2 separate regions of the Mus musculus genome follow, and region 2 is linked to region 1. Evidence: chromatin contacts called from public Hi-C data. All regions are on one chromosome and are shown on one strand. Each heading gives the region's core, a stretch centred on a gene start, on an enhancer-like site or on the middle of the called end of the contact. The rest is flanking DNA. Distances are from core to core; before and after follow the strand shown. Region 1 overlaps Shb (src homology 2 domain-containing transforming protein B). Region 2 overlaps Gm31563 (a long non-coding RNA gene).

Region 1 (3,972 bases), core at 803-3,302:
GGCTCTTAGCACATCCTGCCCAGCATCCACTTCACACCAGTCCTTTGGTGAGGAATGTATTGTCCCACTCTGTAGACTGGGAAACTGAGGCTCACAGAGAGCAGGCGATGATGACCTTCTTAGTGCTATGTAGCTGCTTGTGAGAACCCTTTCCTATTCCCCAGGTTGTCTTCTTCTTTTTATATTCCCCACAGAGTTTGGTAGGGAATGCTGTGAACTGGAAAGACCCCCACTGATGTGGCTGCCCTGCAGCTGCTCAGGGCCTTCTGACCCATGAGCTATTAAAATGAACGGGTTTAGAAATAAGAGGTTGGACTTCTCCCCTCCTGCTGGAGTGTTCCATTTTTCGATGCTGTTGCTACATAGGATCCAAGGAACTTTCCAGAATCCATTGTGGAGATAGGAGATTTGAGGCTCAGAGGAAAGAGGAATTCTCCAAGGGCGCAGAATTAGTGATAGAATGGGGTGTGAACCCAGGTCCTACATCCACACGTACTGGGTAGGAGTGGAGCCCTCTGCTTTGCCTCCCCTTGTCCTCGTCATTGCCAGCGGCTCACGAGAGAGTAGGCTTGGCTGCACTTCTTCCAGGGAACCTTGCACCCATGCTGGCAGGATGGACTTCCTGTCACATGGATAGCCTTCCCCTGCCCCCAAGTCCCAGACAGCCTGCTGCCAGTCAAGGGCACTGGGGGTGTTCGTTTGTTCCTCCTCCCTTTATCTCTCTCTTGAGTTCTTCATGGATCGTACTGCCTCTAGAATCTCTGGGGACTATGGTGAGGCCACTACAAAAGACCTGGTTAGATGTTCAATAGAAAAAGGAACAGAAGCCATGTGTACCAGGGCAGGGTCTTGTCAAGTACCAGCCTACAGGTTTGTTACATGGAGCAATGCCTCCAAGCAGTCTCCTGGGTGCTGGGACCCTTGGGAACTTCAGCACAGCTGTGCCTGTGGAAAACTGTCTACTGAGAACCTGTAATGTGCTAGGACTGAAGGAGTCTGCAGCCAGTTGCTGAGCTGACCCCAGTGAGTCTAGGGTCAGCCATGTTTCCACCCCTTGTCTCCTCATTACCTAATATGCATTGAAACCAAGTCACAGGTAGATGCCAGAAGCCAGAAGCTTGGCGCCTTTATCCCTGCCTTGCATATTCGTTGGGTTGGGGCCCCTAGGGAGGTAGTACCTTGGTTCTGCTTTTATGGTGATAGCCTTACCATTCAAGTGGCCTAGGTGCTGTGGTAGCCAGTAGGAGCCCACCTCCCTCCCTGGCTTGTGGCTTTCACAACTCTGAGCCTCCCAGTCTTTATCTGTGCGCTGGGATGATGATAATCTGTTCCTAAGCAACAAGCATCCAGTCCAGTCAGATCCTTGCCCACATGACCTAATGTAGTTCCCACCCTGTCCCTGTTTCCTGCCCCAACCTTGACGATCGCTTGTAGTCCGGTTAAGAAACCTATTGTTCTAGCCAGGCATGAGGCACAGTCCTTTTAATCTGTACACCTGGGAGGTAGAAGTAAGTGTGTCTCTTGAGTTTGAGGCCGACCTGGTCTCTGCAGCAGGCTGTAGGCCAGCTGAGGCCATATCATGAGACTTTGTAGTCCAAGACTGTAGAAGCTGTCCTGCCCTTCCATACACTGCTTACTGTACAACCTAACTTAGCCAGTCTCTTCCCTTTTCTGGGTCCATCAGCAAGTGTCCCTGGCTGGCTGGCTACTTCCCCAGCCAATGGCATCCAGCATGTTGGACAAGAGCACTGTGCCCAGCCAGAGATCTGGTTTGTTGTATCTTTCCTATCTGATCCATCACACAGGACTACTGTGTACGGACCATTCTCCTAGCACAAGGAATTGGAGCTGAAGGGTTGGATTTGTGCTTGTTCAGAGCCAGTAGAATACCACCCATGATGATCTGTGCTCAGCTAGGCATCCTTTCCTTGAAGAAAGGAGAACTGGGGAGAGGTGCCTTCCAGAACAGCCATGGTACTCTGAGTACTGCTGCCTGGGAAAGCACCACCTTTGCCAGCCTGTGTGCAGTGTGTGGTTTCTCACATCCTCAGGCCTGCTGCCAGTGGCCAGGCGGGGGAATGGCAGCCCCACACACACAGGGTGCAAACTGACATCAGAATTCCAGCTGTGCTGCATCTCAGTCTCTGGCCGTTTTCACTTTGGCCTCGGGTCCTTCTGTGAGACAAGTCTATAGGGTAGAATGTGCTTGGGGAGGCCTATCTATGCCCCAAGACAGGGCCCTCTACCTGCTCGGTCCTTCCCTTGGAAGAGTTTGTGGGATCCCTCTGTAGCTGGCACTGGGTTCTATAGAGAGCAAGCCAAGGCAGACATCCAGGTCTGGCTGAAGGAGCTCACACCCTGCTCGTTCTGACTGCCTTGCTGCTTGCAGGACAGCACAAAGGGCTTTGGATGCCCAGAAGTGACCTGTAGAGGGTAGTCACTGTCACCAAGGGCCAGTAGCTGCAAGGCAGAAGCAGCACATGACTCTCCAGACACACCAGAGGAGGGCATCAGATCCCTTTACAGATGGTTGTGAGTCACCATGTGGTTGCTGGGAATTGAACTCAAGAATCTTTAGAAGAGCAGACAGTGCTCTTAATCACTGAGCCATCTCTCCAGCCCAGTACATGACTCTTAAGAGAACCTAGTGTTCCCTGAGCAACAAGGACATCAGTAGATGGTAAAGCCAGGCAAAGATGTGGGGTGTTGTGACAAGGCCTCTGACTTGGAGTTCTGTCCTCTCATCTGTCAGCAGAGCTATGGTGCGGGGACACACACACAAACACACCCTCTCCCTTATATTTGATTAGAGGGCTTAGGGTGTCAGCTGTGGAAGTGATGTTACAGATTTACCTAAGTGAGGAAGCAGCCCCAGCGGAGACTCACAGTAGATGTAACCCTGGGAGGCAGTGACTTGCTTGGTCTGGCCATACTACCCCCTGCAGCTCCCTGTGCCTTTGGTGACCCAAGACAGTGTCTATACTGCATCCTCTGTCACATTCACATGTGTCATCACTCCCCTACCATGGTTGACACCTACCCTTGATGCTAGTCAGAGAGCCTGCAAGTGGCTTTATTGTTCACAGTATCTTGCTGCAGTCGCCTCTCTTGCCACCGTCAGCATGGCACGTGGACTAGCCGGCCTCACGCCTACCTCTTACTGGTCCTGATGTGTGCAGGGTATATCTCCAGTCAGGCAAGCAAAGGTTGAGCCTTTGGCACCGGTGAGAAAATGCCAAAAGCTGACGCCCCCTGCTTTCCCTGGAAAGGCAGTCGGACCTGGGGAAAGGGCTGGGGGTAAGGAGCAGCCTCCAGCATAGGATTCTTCAGGCACTTCTGACTGTCAGGGCTCTGCAAAAGAATCTGGAGAAGATAGGGGAAAGGGGACTTAAAAGACAGCAACGTTTGGTTCTGGGGATGGGGTGAGTCCTACTGGGGACGGGAGTGAGGACCATTTCTGTGGGGCCTGGGATGGATTACACACGGTCACACTTCTGAAGCCTTAGCAGGAAGCTGACAAGGACTCAGCCCCACCTTTTCCCACTGCACTAGGACAAGCGACCCCTTAGAGCCCTCCCAAGATAAGCTTTTGGTTTTCAAGTCCCCAGAGATGGATTGCCTACTACCAGGGATTGGCCGGTTTCCATCACGCCCCCAACTCCGCCTGAGCAGTAGGTGCCTCCCTCATGCTTTGTCCTGTTTGGGACACTACTTCTTGAGCTCCATCCCTCACAGGACCTCACAGCCTGGCAAGGAAGAGAAGACACCTGGGTGTTAAAGCTTACAGGTTGAAAAATGCCCTGGGCTGCACCTGAGGTAAGGGACCAGAGGGGGATTTGAAGGACAGAGGCCTTAAAGGGTAGGCACTAAAGGAAGGACAGGTCAAAGCATGCTCCGAAGAACAAATCCACAGTGAGCTGGACCCAGACATGGCACATCCCAGGTCACCTGGCTAAAGGATGGGACTTTATC
Region 2 (3,972 bases), core at 743-3,242, 290 kb before region 1:
CAAGACAGAGCAGGTTATGAGAAGAAACATCTTTGACGGATTGTATGGACCTTTTCAAAAATTAGGAATTATTTAAGATTTGCATGCAGTTGGAAGATACATTACAGAACCGCATGGATCTTTTGCCCAGTTTCCTCAGCAACACTGAGATACAAACTTACAACCTGGGTCTTGGCATCAACAGACTCCCCCCTCCCCATCCTATATAGCTCTCCCTCTCCCCCTCCCCCTTCCCTCCCCTCCCCCTCCCCCTCCCCCCCCCCCTCTCTCTCTCTCTCTCTCTCTCTCTCTCTCTCCAAGTGTGCTTGTGCTCATCTGTATGAGTGTGTTTGGTTCTACCCATGACATCATTTTTAGGTTGGTATGTCAATCACCACAGTCCAGATACTGATGACTTCATGCCCACAGATCTCTCACATCATCTTCTTATAGCCACGCCGTATCCTCCTCCACAATGAGGTTTTATTGTTGTTGTTGTTAAGATTCATTTTTCTTTATGTGTACATGACTATGTGTGTTTTGTGTGTGTGTGTTTATGGGGTACAGGCACAGGAGTGCAGGTGCCCTTGGAGGCTAGGAGAAGGTTATCAGATCCTGCTGGAGCTGGAATTCCAGGCTGTTATGTGATGCTGAGGACTGAATTGCAATCTCTGGAAGAGCGGCTGCAACTCTTAACTACCACGACGTCACCATCTCTCCATCCCTCTAACAATGAGTTCTGACAAATCTATACGCACAGTTACAAGAGCGCTCCCACTGACCCCTACCAACAGCTCCTTTGCACCCTCTACAGGTCAGTTCCTTCCCCAACCCATTCTACAGCAAGGGATCTGCTTCTTATTACCATAGTTTTGCTTTTTTCCCCAGAATTTTGTCTACGTGCAATCAGCATAATGGTTTTAAAATCTGCTCGTGCTGTGGCCAGCATCAGTAATCTATGCCTTTCTCACTGAGCAAGTTACTCGCACAGATAGATCCCATTTCCTGTGTCCCCGGGGATCTTAAGTCTCCCTGCGTTGGGGTCTCATTGAACCTGTGGGTCGCTGCTCTAATGATCTCATCTGTTGATTTCATCACCATCTGTATCGAGTTACTGCCCATATTTTCCTACTTCTTAGACCACTGGGTAAATTTTCCCCTTGTAGGCAGGCGCTGCACGTTTTCTATGCATCACTGCTGGATTTTGTGTTCCTTTAAGTAGCACTGTGTTTTGTTTGGGAGCACAAATGGGTCAGATCCTTTCCAGGCCTCCAGACACCTTAGTTAGAGTTATGCCAGGCCCACCAGTAAGACAAAACCTTTCTGAAGATCCTCCTCCAGCCAGAATATTAGCTATTTCTTGGTGTCCCGGCCCTGTACAAGCTCCAGATCCCTTTCTGGTGGCAGAGATTGACAGCAGACGCCATTTAGCGTCTTAAAGAGGAACCCAGAGGCAGGAATAATAAAGGAAAGAGCAATAGGCCTGACTGTGTGGACCCTCTCTCCTGCGTTTCCTCTCAAATTCTTGTCAATGCATTGTTGCTTGGGGTTGATCTGGAGTCAGTTGGGAGAAGCGCAGTGGGTCCTGGAGAAGTTCAAGGCCTGTGTTTGAGCAGCGGATCCCCCACTGTGTGACCACAGAGGGAGTCCCAGCTGGGCTGGACTCACCCTTCAGAGCTGGATAATATAGAGTGGGGCACAATGTCCCCAGAGGCTTGCCAGCCGTTTACCTTTCTGGCTCAGTGTGTTTGTTTTCTTTATCCATTGGGCACCCCAGCTGCACTCCAACATAGCCTCTTAGTCCTCATTCCTATTTAAATATAATTTAGTTTTTATTTGATTTATGGACTCCACCCCAGTCGCTGAACTTCATTGGGCTGGGACAGTTTATTGATTTTCAATAATGGCAGGGCAGAAGAATAAAGAGATGACAGCAGCTCTTGGCTGCAGACCTGGGGCTGGCTGAGGGAAGCAGCATTAATCACCACTGAGGTGATCACTCAGACAGTCCCTAATGGAGCAGTGACCCTGGGACTCCACCAGCCTGGGACAGCTCTGAAGGCCACACAGCGATCATGCACCTCTGTTAGCAGGAGCTTGCAGCACTGCCTAGCTGGGCTCTCACCCCAGTCTCTCCTGCATAAGTCTCCGGCTCACTGACTCTAAGTGAAGGTGCACAGAATCTCAACAGACACAGGAGGTGGAGGAAACAGATATGGTTGCGGCTTCTCTGCCAACCAACACAGCAAGGCCGGTTGGTGTTACCTCCTGGCTTTCTTTAGTCCCTGGACATTTGTATATGAAAGAGAGATGATGCAAGTATGTCATTACACTCTTACATATGCACCTAATAAGATCAAATTACGACTTCATGTTAGGAGAGCCTGACGAAACTCTCTACCTAGAAACTAAAGGATTGTGGGAAAGCAGAATGAGTTAAAGAGTGGCTGGTCCTTACTGCTTGTTCAAGTCCCTTATCTTAGACAAACCTTACAAGAAACATCCCTAAAGCGTGATTACCACAGCTCTCTAGCCAAAAGGCGTATAGTGGAACATGTTGCTAAGGAAATGTTTTGCCACCTAAATTGCTTCTTACTCCAATGTCTGTTCCTGTAAACATGTGTAACCGTAATGGAAAATTCCACTGATGCTCAGGGGACTCAATGGACAACCCTCAGATGGTCACAGAGACAGAGGTTACGATGTGTTATCTGACCTATAAAGGGCGTAAGAAATTATGAGGAGACTGTGGACTGTTTCAGGGCATTAGCCTGGGTCCAGAGGAGTTCTCCCATTGGTTTTGGTGCATGGTTGATTCCGAGATGTTTGGAATTTCCACTCCCCCCAGGCCACATCCGAGCTCTTTCCCGGCCAGCTGCTGCTCCTTCTTTAGGCCTCAGCTTAGTTGCTGCCTCCTCTGCAAAGCCTGGTGACCTCACCAAGGTCACTAAGTCACAGGACTCAGCTTAGAGTCCTGTGCTGACCTTGTTAGGACAGTCACTGCAAGGCCACCATAGTCACAGCAGTGATGGGACAAGGTGTTGTCATGGCAACAATGGTCCATTCTCCTCCTGAGCTCCCAGCCAGGGGAGAGGGAGGAATTGTGCCTCTTTGTCCAGCCAGTGTCTTAAGTGACATACTCAAGACAGATTTGCTGAAGGGATAAAAGACAGTTTGCAGTGGGCTGGGGACGTAGCTCAGTTGTAGAGTACTTGCATAGCACATACAAAGCCCTGGGTTTGAGCCCAGCACTGCAGAAACCTATGTGGTGGCGCACACTGTAGTGCACACTCCCAGCATTCTGGAGGTGGAGGCAGGAAGATTAAAAAAAAAAAAGTTCAAGGTTATTCCCTGCTAACAGATCAAGTTGGAAGCCAGCCTGGGCTATGTAAAGCTCTCTCTAAATAAATATATAGGTAAAGCATAGTTGAAAAAGATAGATTTTCAAAGTTATTCATTGATTCAATGACTGAGTACCGCTTCCTTATCTTCTGTAAGTAAGCTGATGTTGTTGATCTCAGCCCTATCCCAGGCAACTCCTTAAGGGTGTGTGTTTGTGTGAGTGTGTGTGGGGGGGGGGGAGAGGGGGAGGGAGAAAGGGAGAGGGGGAGAGGGAGGGGAGGGAGAGAGAGAGAGGATATTCAAGCAAGGTGAGGGGACCAGCCTAAGGTCACACAGCCAGGTTTCAACCAGGCCACAGTTGGACTTGAGTCTCCAAATCCCAGTCCTGACTCCTCACTGGGGAGTATGGCTGCTCCCCTCCCTGTGGGGAGAGCATTGAACTAGACCAGCACTTCTCAGCCTTTGAAAATTGATAAATGCTCTGAACCGCAGCCCCAGGGAAATGCATATATGCACTGAAAAATTTATAGCCAAGGTCATGGGTTCGGGAACCCCTGTAAATCCTCGCTGCAGCCCCCAGCCAGCAGGCCTGGAGCTCCTGCACTGGGTAGGCCTGGCCAGCTTTCCAGCCTCTGATGATTTACTGAACAG

What was found. Hi-C and Micro-C count contacts between places; a contact is called where the count stands out from the background.
Region 2: a Hi-C map of the N1E-115 cell line shows a contact between it and region 1, with 5 times the contacts expected there. The contact joins two enhancer-like sites. A contact is called at or near these places in 1 of 15 datasets of contacts at CTCF or cohesin (large pre-B cells), 2 of 484 Hi-C or Micro-C datasets (the N1E-115 cell line and cerebellum) and 2 of 115 datasets of contacts at active chromatin or transcription factors (VIP interneurons and embryonic basal ganglia).

Annotation. Positions count from the first base shown.
Region 1 is chr4:45,440,496-45,444,467 of GRCm38.p6, reverse strand. The region is part of intron 5 of Shb (src homology 2 domain-containing transforming protein B); the gene reads left to right. Among named protein-coding and RNA genes, the nearest start is that of Gm46852, 33 kb to the right of the region's middle. Within about 2 kb of position 2,052, at least 36 of the 459 cell types and tissues checked have an H3K27ac peak or open chromatin away from gene starts, as enhancers often do. A contact at or near this core is called in the N1E-115 cell line, where this site is marked.
Region 2 is chr4:45,728,036-45,732,007 of GRCm38.p6, reverse strand. It overlaps Gm31563 (a long non-coding RNA gene), which reads left to right. Exons shown (of 4, transcript XR_881227.1): 2 at 547-793. Among named protein-coding and RNA genes, the nearest start is that of Gm31563, 10 kb to the left of the region's middle. Within about 2 kb of position 1,992, at least 30 of the 459 cell types and tissues checked have an H3K27ac peak or open chromatin away from gene starts, as enhancers often do. A contact at or near this core is called in the N1E-115 cell line, where this site is marked.